Linked DNA regions of Macaca mulatta: region 2 is linked to region 1. Evidence: chromatin contacts called from public Hi-C data. All regions are on one chromosome and are shown on one strand. The core of a region is the stretch at or near the end of the contact, and the rest is flanking DNA. Distances in the headings are between cores, read along the strand shown. Region 1 holds the start of TRIM46 (tripartite motif containing 46). Region 2 holds the start of SLC50A1 (solute carrier family 50 member 1).

What was found. Hi-C and Micro-C count contacts between places; a contact is called where the count stands out from the background.
Region 2: a contact with region 1 is called in a Hi-C map of fetal cortex germinal zone, with 2.2 times the contacts expected there. The contact joins the promoter of SLC50A1 here to the promoter of TRIM46 in region 1. A contact is called at or near these places in 3 of 14 Hi-C or Micro-C datasets (fetal cortex germinal zone, fetal cortical plate and liver).

Annotation. Positions count from the first base shown.
Region 1 is chr1:111,821,322-111,825,384 of T2T-MMU8v2.0, forward strand. TRIM46 (tripartite motif containing 46) reads right to left here and starts at 2,725. Exons shown (of 10, transcript NM_001266149.1): 1 at 2,584-2,725; 2 at 958-1,219; 3 at 374-717. The coding sequence starts at 2,646. It overlaps KRTCAP2 (keratinocyte associated protein 2), which reads left to right and starts at 229. Exons shown (of 6, transcript XM_077944920.1): 1 at 229-252; 2 at 587-703; 3 at 3,727-3,881; 4 at 3,991-4,054. The coding sequence starts at 3,789.
Region 2 is chr1:111,861,724-111,866,136 of T2T-MMU8v2.0, forward strand. It overlaps SLC50A1 (solute carrier family 50 member 1), which reads right to left and starts at 2,811. Exons shown (of 7, transcript XR_013397661.1): 1 at 2,672-2,811; 2 at 2,298-2,375; 3 at 1,727-1,850; 4 at 632-751; 5 at 359-550. EFNA1 (ephrin A1) reads right to left here. Exons shown (of 4, transcript XM_077944832.1): 4 at 3,802-4,413.

The sequences.
Region 1 (4,063 bases), core at 1,475-3,974:
TACTGCTGTATCTCCAACACCTAGAATAGCCCCGTGCACATAGGTGCTCATTAAATATTTGTTCAGTGAGTGAATGCACACAGACCTTTTCAGTGTGCAGATAGTGAACAAACATTATCTCACACCCTCCTCTCAGCAACCCTTTAGGTATGGACATTGCAGGGCAGATACTACAATCCCCCTGTAGTAAATGAGATGGAGGCCCGAAGTTGTTGAATGATTTGTCCAGTGACTTTGTTACAGATAACAGAGGTAAGTGCTTAGCATTGAAAAATCCTTCCCACTTCCTTTTGGAAACCCACAATGCCAGGCACCCCCACCCACCTGCAGCAGCATGTCCCTCCCTCCCCAGGGCTTGGAAGGGCTGGCTCACCTTGGGGCGGAAGGAGAGGGTGGGCAGGGTGGGCTCATGCTGGGCCTTCTGGGTGCCCCAGGGGTGGAAGAGCTTGAAGCACTCATTGCAGAAGGTGGCGCGGCACTCTGTGCAGCCCTTGGTGGCCTCTAGTGGTGGCGGCTTGCACAACTGGCACAGGATGGCGCCTCCCACACTCACACTCTGGCGGTACCGCTCCACCACACGTTCCAGGGTCAGGTTCCGGAAAAGCCCTGCCAGACCCCGCTCCCCAAGCTCCACATCACCTTGGCATGCTGGACACGGGAACATGATCACCTGGGGGTGCAAAGCACCTCGCTTCCTCCCAGGGTATGTCCCAAAGCCTGTGGGTGAACCAGGGAGGTAGAGGACGTGAGAGTTACAGCTGGCTGGATGTGGGGAAGCCTGTTCAATTAAATTAGATTTTCATTGTGCCAGAGCTCAGCTCTCATTAGAGCCTGCGTAAGCAGTATCTCCACCCCCTAGAAAGACAGACAGATGCCCCTGACCAGTGATGGACTTCTTCCATCTTCCTGATGAATAGCTCAGCGTTCCCATCCCCACCCTACAGGCCCCAGTCCCACCTGACTTAAGCAGTCGGTCCAGGCGGTCTGGCTTGGGGAGAGTTCTGCGGGAGAGGCGGGGGCTGCGGGTGGAAGGGGTGGAGGCAGGAGAGGTGGGCTCAGAGCTGGGGTCCCCACCATGTCCTATGTAGCCCTGCTGGCCCAAGACCTCCCGAGCACAGGCCTGGCACACGTTGTGGGTACAGGGCAGCACCAGTGGCTGCTTGTACATCTCTTGACACACTGGGCACAGCAGTTCCTTCTCCATGTTCTTCATGCTGGTCTGTGGAGGGACCAGGAGGCTAGGTCAGCGCTTGGACACCTAGGCATACCTCAGCAGCCCCTTGGCTGCCCTTGGATACCCTAGGGGTCTGAGGAAGGAGCAAGACAAGCTATCTGTAGCTTTTCCCCAGCACCTGCCTTGGGCTGGTTCACAGACCTTCCCAGACCTCTGTCCCTTGCTTCTTTCCCTGCGGCAGAGCTAAAGGCCCAGAGGAGGGACGGTTGAAGCTTGTGCCTGCTCCAGCCTCAAGCCCAATCCCCATTTCTCCAGCTGCAGCAGCCCCAGCTGGCAGCCCCCTCACCTGCCTCCATCCCCCATCTGTGGGCAGCTTGCCCCTGGCATTTTTCTCAAGGACACCGCCCATTCTGCAGCTCCATGCAGACCCCCACTCCCTTCTCTAGCAGCACCCCCATGCCGTGATTCCCGATAGTCAGGCGAAGCTGGCACTCCATCCTGCTCGCTCCATACGTCCTCCTGCCGCGGCTCCGGCCTGCGGCCACTCCAGCCTCCATTCCCCATCCTTCACTTCCCCATCGTTCTCCTCCAATCCCTCTTACCAACCCATTCCCCTTCGCTCCCATCAGGCCCTCCCGCCCTCTCCTGCAGCGCAACCCGGTCAGCGGCACCCCCTTCTCCGAGCTAGTGGGAGAATCAAGAGCCCCGCCTACTCGCCCCCTCCCCACCGGAAGTCCCCTCCCCCTCTTGGTGGCGAGAGTGGGGGTCCTCAGGCTATGCCCCACCCCCACACCTCACCTTGGTCCCTCTCTTCGCAGCCATCCCGGTCAGGGGCGCAGCTGACACAAAGGAGGGAGGGACAAGGAGGGGGGGAGGAAGTGGTGGGGGGGAACACGGTTGGCACCGCCCCTGGGAGAGCCGGGCAAGGGTTGCCATGACAACCGCAGGCTCGGAAGCAGCCCTGAGTGGGGGTGCGTGGGGTGGGGTCTTGGGGAGGGGTCCAAATTGGGAACTGCACTGTGGGGCGGCTCCTACATCATCCCCCACCTGTCCTCAGTTTTCTTGGAAAATATCCAAGCTCACACTTCCCCTCCTCATAACAGCGCCTTTCCCCTGAAGCCCCAGCCCCGGTGCACTGCTGGAGGCCACCCCAGCCCACCCGCTGCGTCTGGGCTGCTCCTAGCTCCTCCTCACGCCCCAGCACACCGACGCCTTCAAGGCACTCACCTCCGGGCTGCTCCCGGGATTACCCTCTCATACCTGCATCCCGACCCTCCCAGCCGTTTCTGCCATCGCTAGTCCCCTGTCTACATCCCAGCATCTTCCTGGATCCCCACCTGTTCCAGGTCCCAGCTTGCCACAGAACCCTATACGCCCCCTCCCCTTCCCTCGACCCCACCTTAACTCACACTGATGCGGACCAGTGCGTCCATGATGGAAGTGAAGGTCTGCATATCCTCACCCTCTGCCATGGCCCTACCGTGCCCGCCCGCCCCTGGGTGCCCGATCCCGGCTGCGGCTGCGAACCCTGGGCTTAATGCAGGAGCCCAGTGGGGGTGTGAGGAGGGCTGGGGGGTGAGGTGTCACTGCGCATGCTCCAGGGACCAGCCTCGAACAGCGCCCGTCGGGGTAGGGGGTGGGAAATAGTTCTCCCCACGTGGTTCTCGAAAGCCGGTCGGGGGGTTGGGGAATATGGAAAGGTATTTGAGGGGGGAGCCATTTCTTATATTCTCGTTTTTCATTGGCTCCTAATTTTACTCATATAAAGCGGGGGATTAGTTTCGGAGGAAAATGGGTTCCTGATTGAGAGCACTAAATTTTGGGTTGAGAGATGTTGAGGCAATGGTCATGGGGCAGGGAGGTTTGAGGAACGTGCACTAGAGATGACAGAAATGGCAAAGAAGACAGAGATGGGATAGATGCCACAGGCACGGGCCCAATGACTTAAAGAGATAAGTGCAGCTTGTACAGAGTGGCAGCAGACGCACCAGGTATGAGGAAAGCCTGGGGACCAGGGCGGTGGCCGAGGATGCCCCCTCGACGCATTATTTCCTCCCTGTCGCAAGAGGGCGCTGCGTCCAGGCACTGAGAGGACGAAAGAGGAGAACGCGGGGAGCAGCAAGTCCGCGTTAAGCGCTAACGCATGCGCATAGCTAACCGCACCCGCCTCAGCTTCCCTTTCTTGGCCAGAGGCGCCGGTTGGACTCACGGGAGGGGCATGATGGGTAACGGGACTGGTGGGGTCCCCAGGAAGTGCTAGAGGGGGTCGGGGTTTGGGTGGAAAAGCTTTCCTTGTCCTCTCCTGGCAGAGCTGACGTGTCCTGGGTTCCACCGGGAGCGGGCATTTCCACTGGACGGGAGGGTTCGGGGTGTCCGGGGCTGGGGAATACCTAGGGGTTGCCGCGCGGTGTGGGGAGTTGGGGCATGTGGCTGCAGTCCCGGGAGTTCTTGGAGGGGTCGGCCCACCGAGCTTCTGGACCGGCCGATCTGCCCGTAGCTTGCCGGAGGGAGGGCGGAGCCTGACTCTCCGTCCCTTCTCCCATCCCCTCTAGTGGTAGGTACAGGCACCTCGCTGGCGCTTTCCTCCCTCCTGTCCCTGCTGCTCTTCGCTGGGATGCAGATGTACAGCCGTCAGCTGGCCTCCACCGAGTGGCTCACCATCCAGGGCGGCCTGCTTGGCTCGGGTCTCTTCGTGTTCTCGCTCACTGTATCCTCCCTGCGGTTGGAGGGGGCGGGCCACGTAGGCATGTGCCCTTCCCCTTCCCCACACAGCTCTGCCCCAGTTGCACGCCCTACTCCTTAACTCCCTCAACCAGGCCTTCAATAATCTGGAGAATCTTGTTTTTGGCAAAGGATTCCAAGCAAAGATCTTCCCTGAGAGTAAGTGAA
Region 2 (4,413 bases), core at 1,561-4,060, 40 kb after region 1:
TGCCTCAGCCTCCTAAGTAGCTGGGATTACAGGCATGTGCCACCATGCCCAGTTAATTTTGTATTTTTAGTAGAGACGGGGTTTCACCATGGTGGTCAGGTTGGTCTTGAACTCCTGACCTCAGGTGATCCGCCCACCTTGGCCTCCCAAAGTGCTGGGATTATAGGCGTGAGCCACCACGCCCAGCCTTTTAAGGCATATTCTAAATATAGCACCCCAACCTCCAAAATTTAAAAAAAAAAATCTCTAAAAAATAAAGTGATTTCATCTCTTAGGCCCCAACCAATCATCTAAGTAAAGCTCTTTCTTTGGTCCCTTTATCCTCAAAGTCATCTCTTGTTCCCACAACCCACTGCACCTGGGAAGCTGGACAGGAGGCCCAGCTGAAACAAGGAGGTCTCTTTGGTTCAGGTTGGCACTAAGGTGCCCAGTGGTCAGGTGAGCAGCCTCAGGTTTGCAGGAACCAATAGTTCCTGTCTTGCTCCTGGGGGTACTTCCAGAAAAGCCAGAAGCGGATAAAGCTGGTGATGATTCCTGGAAAGTTGGACACCTGAAATCACAAGAACTGCTATGAGGAGAGGAGCCAGTTTTCTACCTTGCACCCCTGTCACCCCATCCCTGTTGTGCTTACCATGATGTAGGGATCTCTGAGTCGAAACCCATAGAGGCACCAGGAGGCAGAGGTGAGAACGGTAGCAATGGTGAGTGGGTAGGAGAGACATTGGGTTGATTTAGTCTGAATGACCTTAGCCTGTGGGAAAGAATAAAAGACTCTCTTGGCTCAAGCACATTGTAAAGCTTCACTTGCCTAAGAATTTCCTCGAGAAAAAGGTCAGGCACCCTCCCTGATCTGTCACCCAACCTTTCCTGCCTCCCACTCACCCACCTCTACTGCCTTGTCTCCTTCCAGGGTTTGAATCTCCCCTTCCTCGGGACTGTAAGCCATAGTATGTGGCTATGAGAGCCTGACTCATCTCTCCTACCTCATTGGACATCCCCACTCACCAAGTCAGCCAATGGTGAGAGGTACATGCTGATGGTGAAGACACTGCAGAAGAGGCCCAGCTGCTGAAGCCGGGCCTCAGGGTTGGGTACCAGGAGCCAAAAGTAGCCATAACCCAGGAGAAGGACCCCTAGCAGGGTTGCAGTCTGTAGGAGCACAACACGCTGCAGGGGAGAGAGTAGCCTTACTTCCAGACATGCTCTCCGACTTCCCTGCCGGAGTTAATTCATCCTGCCTTCTCCCATGCTCCAGTGGGGAAGCCAAACTGTCTAGGCCTTCAGCACTGCACTGTCACAGCTTCTTTCCCACCAACAACTTGATAGGAAAGTCTTATCCACCCACAACAATGGAGACTTCTAGGGGAGGGAAAGATATGTTTTTTTTCTGTGTGCTTAGCACACACAGTAGGAGCTTAATAAACGCTTGTGTGATTGAGCAGGGAAGCAGAGCTAATCATCCCTTTCCCCTTAGCTTGTTGGCAGAAGCCCAGGGCAGGCAGCATAGGCATCGCAGGCTAGGCAGAGCTACCAGCCTTGCCTAAATGGGGGAAATGTGTTAATCTCAGAAGGCTGACTTCATAGAGGAAGGGGACCTGCAAGGCTGAAGGGGCCTTCCTGGAAAGGGTGGCAGTGCCAGCTGTTACAGTCTTCTAGGAAGTAGTGTTTGCCCTGCCAGCGAGGCAGGGCGTGCAGCAGAGAGGTGGGTCCAAGGGAGGGACTCTACCTTCCGAGGGCAGTAATGCAGATATGCCAAGATATACAGGGTCTGAAGCGCAGCACCCACTGTGTTGACGACGATGAGGATCCCGTCTCCCTTCAAGGCCCCATAACTCAGCCAGCCCAGGTTGCTGCAGGGTGGAGGGGAGGGACATGGCTCAAAGGGTTCAGTGTGAGAGGAGGACCCAAAGGGCCTCTTTCACTTTTTTTTTTTTTTTTTTTTTTTTCCGTCACCCAGGCTGGAGTGCAGTAGCGCGATCTCAGCTCACTGCAAGCTCTGCCTCCCGGTTTCACGCCATTTCTTCTGCCTCAGCCTCCCAAGTAGCTGGGACTACAGGCGCCCGCCACCACGCCCGGCTAATTTTTTGTATTTTTAATAGAGACGGGGTTTCACCGTGTTAGCCAGGATGGTCTCGATCTCCTGACCTCGTGATCCGCCCGTCTCGGCCTCCCAAAGTGCTGGGATTACAGGCGGGAGCCACTGCGTCCGGCCAAGCCTCTTTAACTCTTGCTCCTCCTGCCCCGCCCCCACCTCCCTCTGATAGCCTTTCCCACCGCCGCAGCCGTCGCCCCCTCACTTGACTTCCGTGGTGAGAAAGGGCAGGAACTGGACGTTGTCCACACTCCGGGTCATTCGCATGTGCCTGAGGTCCGAGCTGTAATGGGGCCCCGAAGGTAGGGGTGGGGGTGGGAAGGGAGAAGCAGAGTGCTTGAGGCGGATGCCCAATGCCTGTCACCCTTTCCGGACCACTGCAGACCACCCCCCGCCCCCAGCTATCTTGCCTTCTTCCTCAGGCCTAGTGACCAGCCTCGCCCTTGTACCCCGGTCCCCTCAACCCGATCCCATTTTGATCACGGTTCCGGACAAGCCAGGTGCTGCGGCTACGTCTCTGCCCCCTCTCTCCTTTCCTGACTTCCTAGTCCTCCCCAACCCAGCCGGCCGCTCTCTCACAGGCCGGCGGAGAACATGCCAAGGGTGAAGACCACGCATGCTCCGTAGATGAGCGAGTCCAGAAAGCCGCCCGCCTCCATCACGACCAGAGTCGGATCCCGCGCCCAGCGGCCGCCGCGTGCCTGCGGTGGCAGGGACCTACTGCAGCCTGGACCTGCGGCGCTGGAGCCCCGCCCCGCGCGCTCTGGCCGTCCCTCCGGAAACTGCGCCGAAGCCCCACCCTCCCTCCGACGCCGAACCGGAACTCGCGCACCTCCCCTCCGAGTGACTGCCCAGTGCCTAGGTCCAGACCTCCTCCATGTCACGGTCGGTCCTCTTCCTAGGACTCCGCGGGTGTGTCCCCGATATCTGCCCCTCCTCACACTCTGCCTGCCTCTTGGATCATCTAGACCCCCCCGGTCTCAACGGTCGTGTTCCCACAGGCCTGTGCGCCTTCGGCGGTGGACCTCCAAACAAAAGCTTGCTAGTTCAACCAGACTTCAGCACGCTTTCCATCCAGAACTTCACATCAGAACCTCAGTTGTCCAAGGGTTTGGGAAGTTTTTTTCTGGAGTTTGCTGCCGAAGCCTTTTCTCCACATAACAGACATTGCCAGGAATCACCAAGCCTTCCTCTTTTGCCCTTCCTCTCGGGCAACAAGGTCAACTTTACGTGACGTGGCCAATCCACTGACGCCTCTATCACTGACCCCCCCCCCCGGGTCCAACCCACTTGCTGCTGGGAACTTTCCCTCCCAGCCTCCCACACGTCTCTGCTGGTGTGGCTGTGGGGCGGGGCCGCATGCCTCAGCTGGAGTTCCCAGCTTCCCTGACTCACCCAAACAGCATGAGTACCTGAACGGTAGTATGCCAAAGCCCTGCGGTGAGGGGGTGGGAGTGGGGTAGAGGTTGGACAGGAAGAACTTCGAGTGGAGTGCAGCTCAGGACCCGAGAGACTGCTCTCAGGAGCACTCCGGTCCTGGACAACCCTCAGAGGAGGAAACAACCCACCCTTTTGGCCTGGTGAGGGGCACGCATTCTTTGGAGAGAAAGAAATTCAAACCCAGTTGCTACTGTTGTAGCACACAGAGCCTCACACTTAGCAGGGGCTCAATGGTCATACGTTTTAATATGGAGTGGCAGAAAAGCATGTCCGAAAAAACACATTGCTTTATTTTGAGACAAAGAACATTGTATAAAAAAACTCCAGTTGTAGAAATCAGGACAGACACACAGCAACTTATATACAGATACTGTACACGTGGGCCCTGCCCTTTAGGCTACACTCTAGGCAGAATGTACACATGGGCACTGCCCTTACAGCTACACTCTAAGAACAGGTTGGCACAGCCCCCCTGCTGGCACAGCTCTGGGGAGTGCTGCCCCACGATGGGAGAGAATGCAGTACCTGGCTACAAACTTCTCTGTGGCAGCTCCACAGATGAGGTCTTGCTGGGAGATGCTGGGTCAGCCCAAGCATGCTGCCTCTCCTGTACCTGGCTCCCAAGCAAGAAACTGTTTCTTGCTTTTCCTTTAGTCAGTTCATCTGGGCATCCTGGCTGTCTTCTGAAGGGGGCATCTTTGCCAAGCTTTGCCCATCCACGTGGCCCCTTCCAGCTCAGCTCCCACTGTGCCTTAAGGGACCATGTCTGCACAGCTTGTTTCTTTGGCTTAAAGGCAGGAATGGTGGGAAAAGACTGTCTCCACTTACTTCTCCATCCCTCCGAGGTGAAGGTGGGGATGGCACTGCTGGGCTGGTTGGCC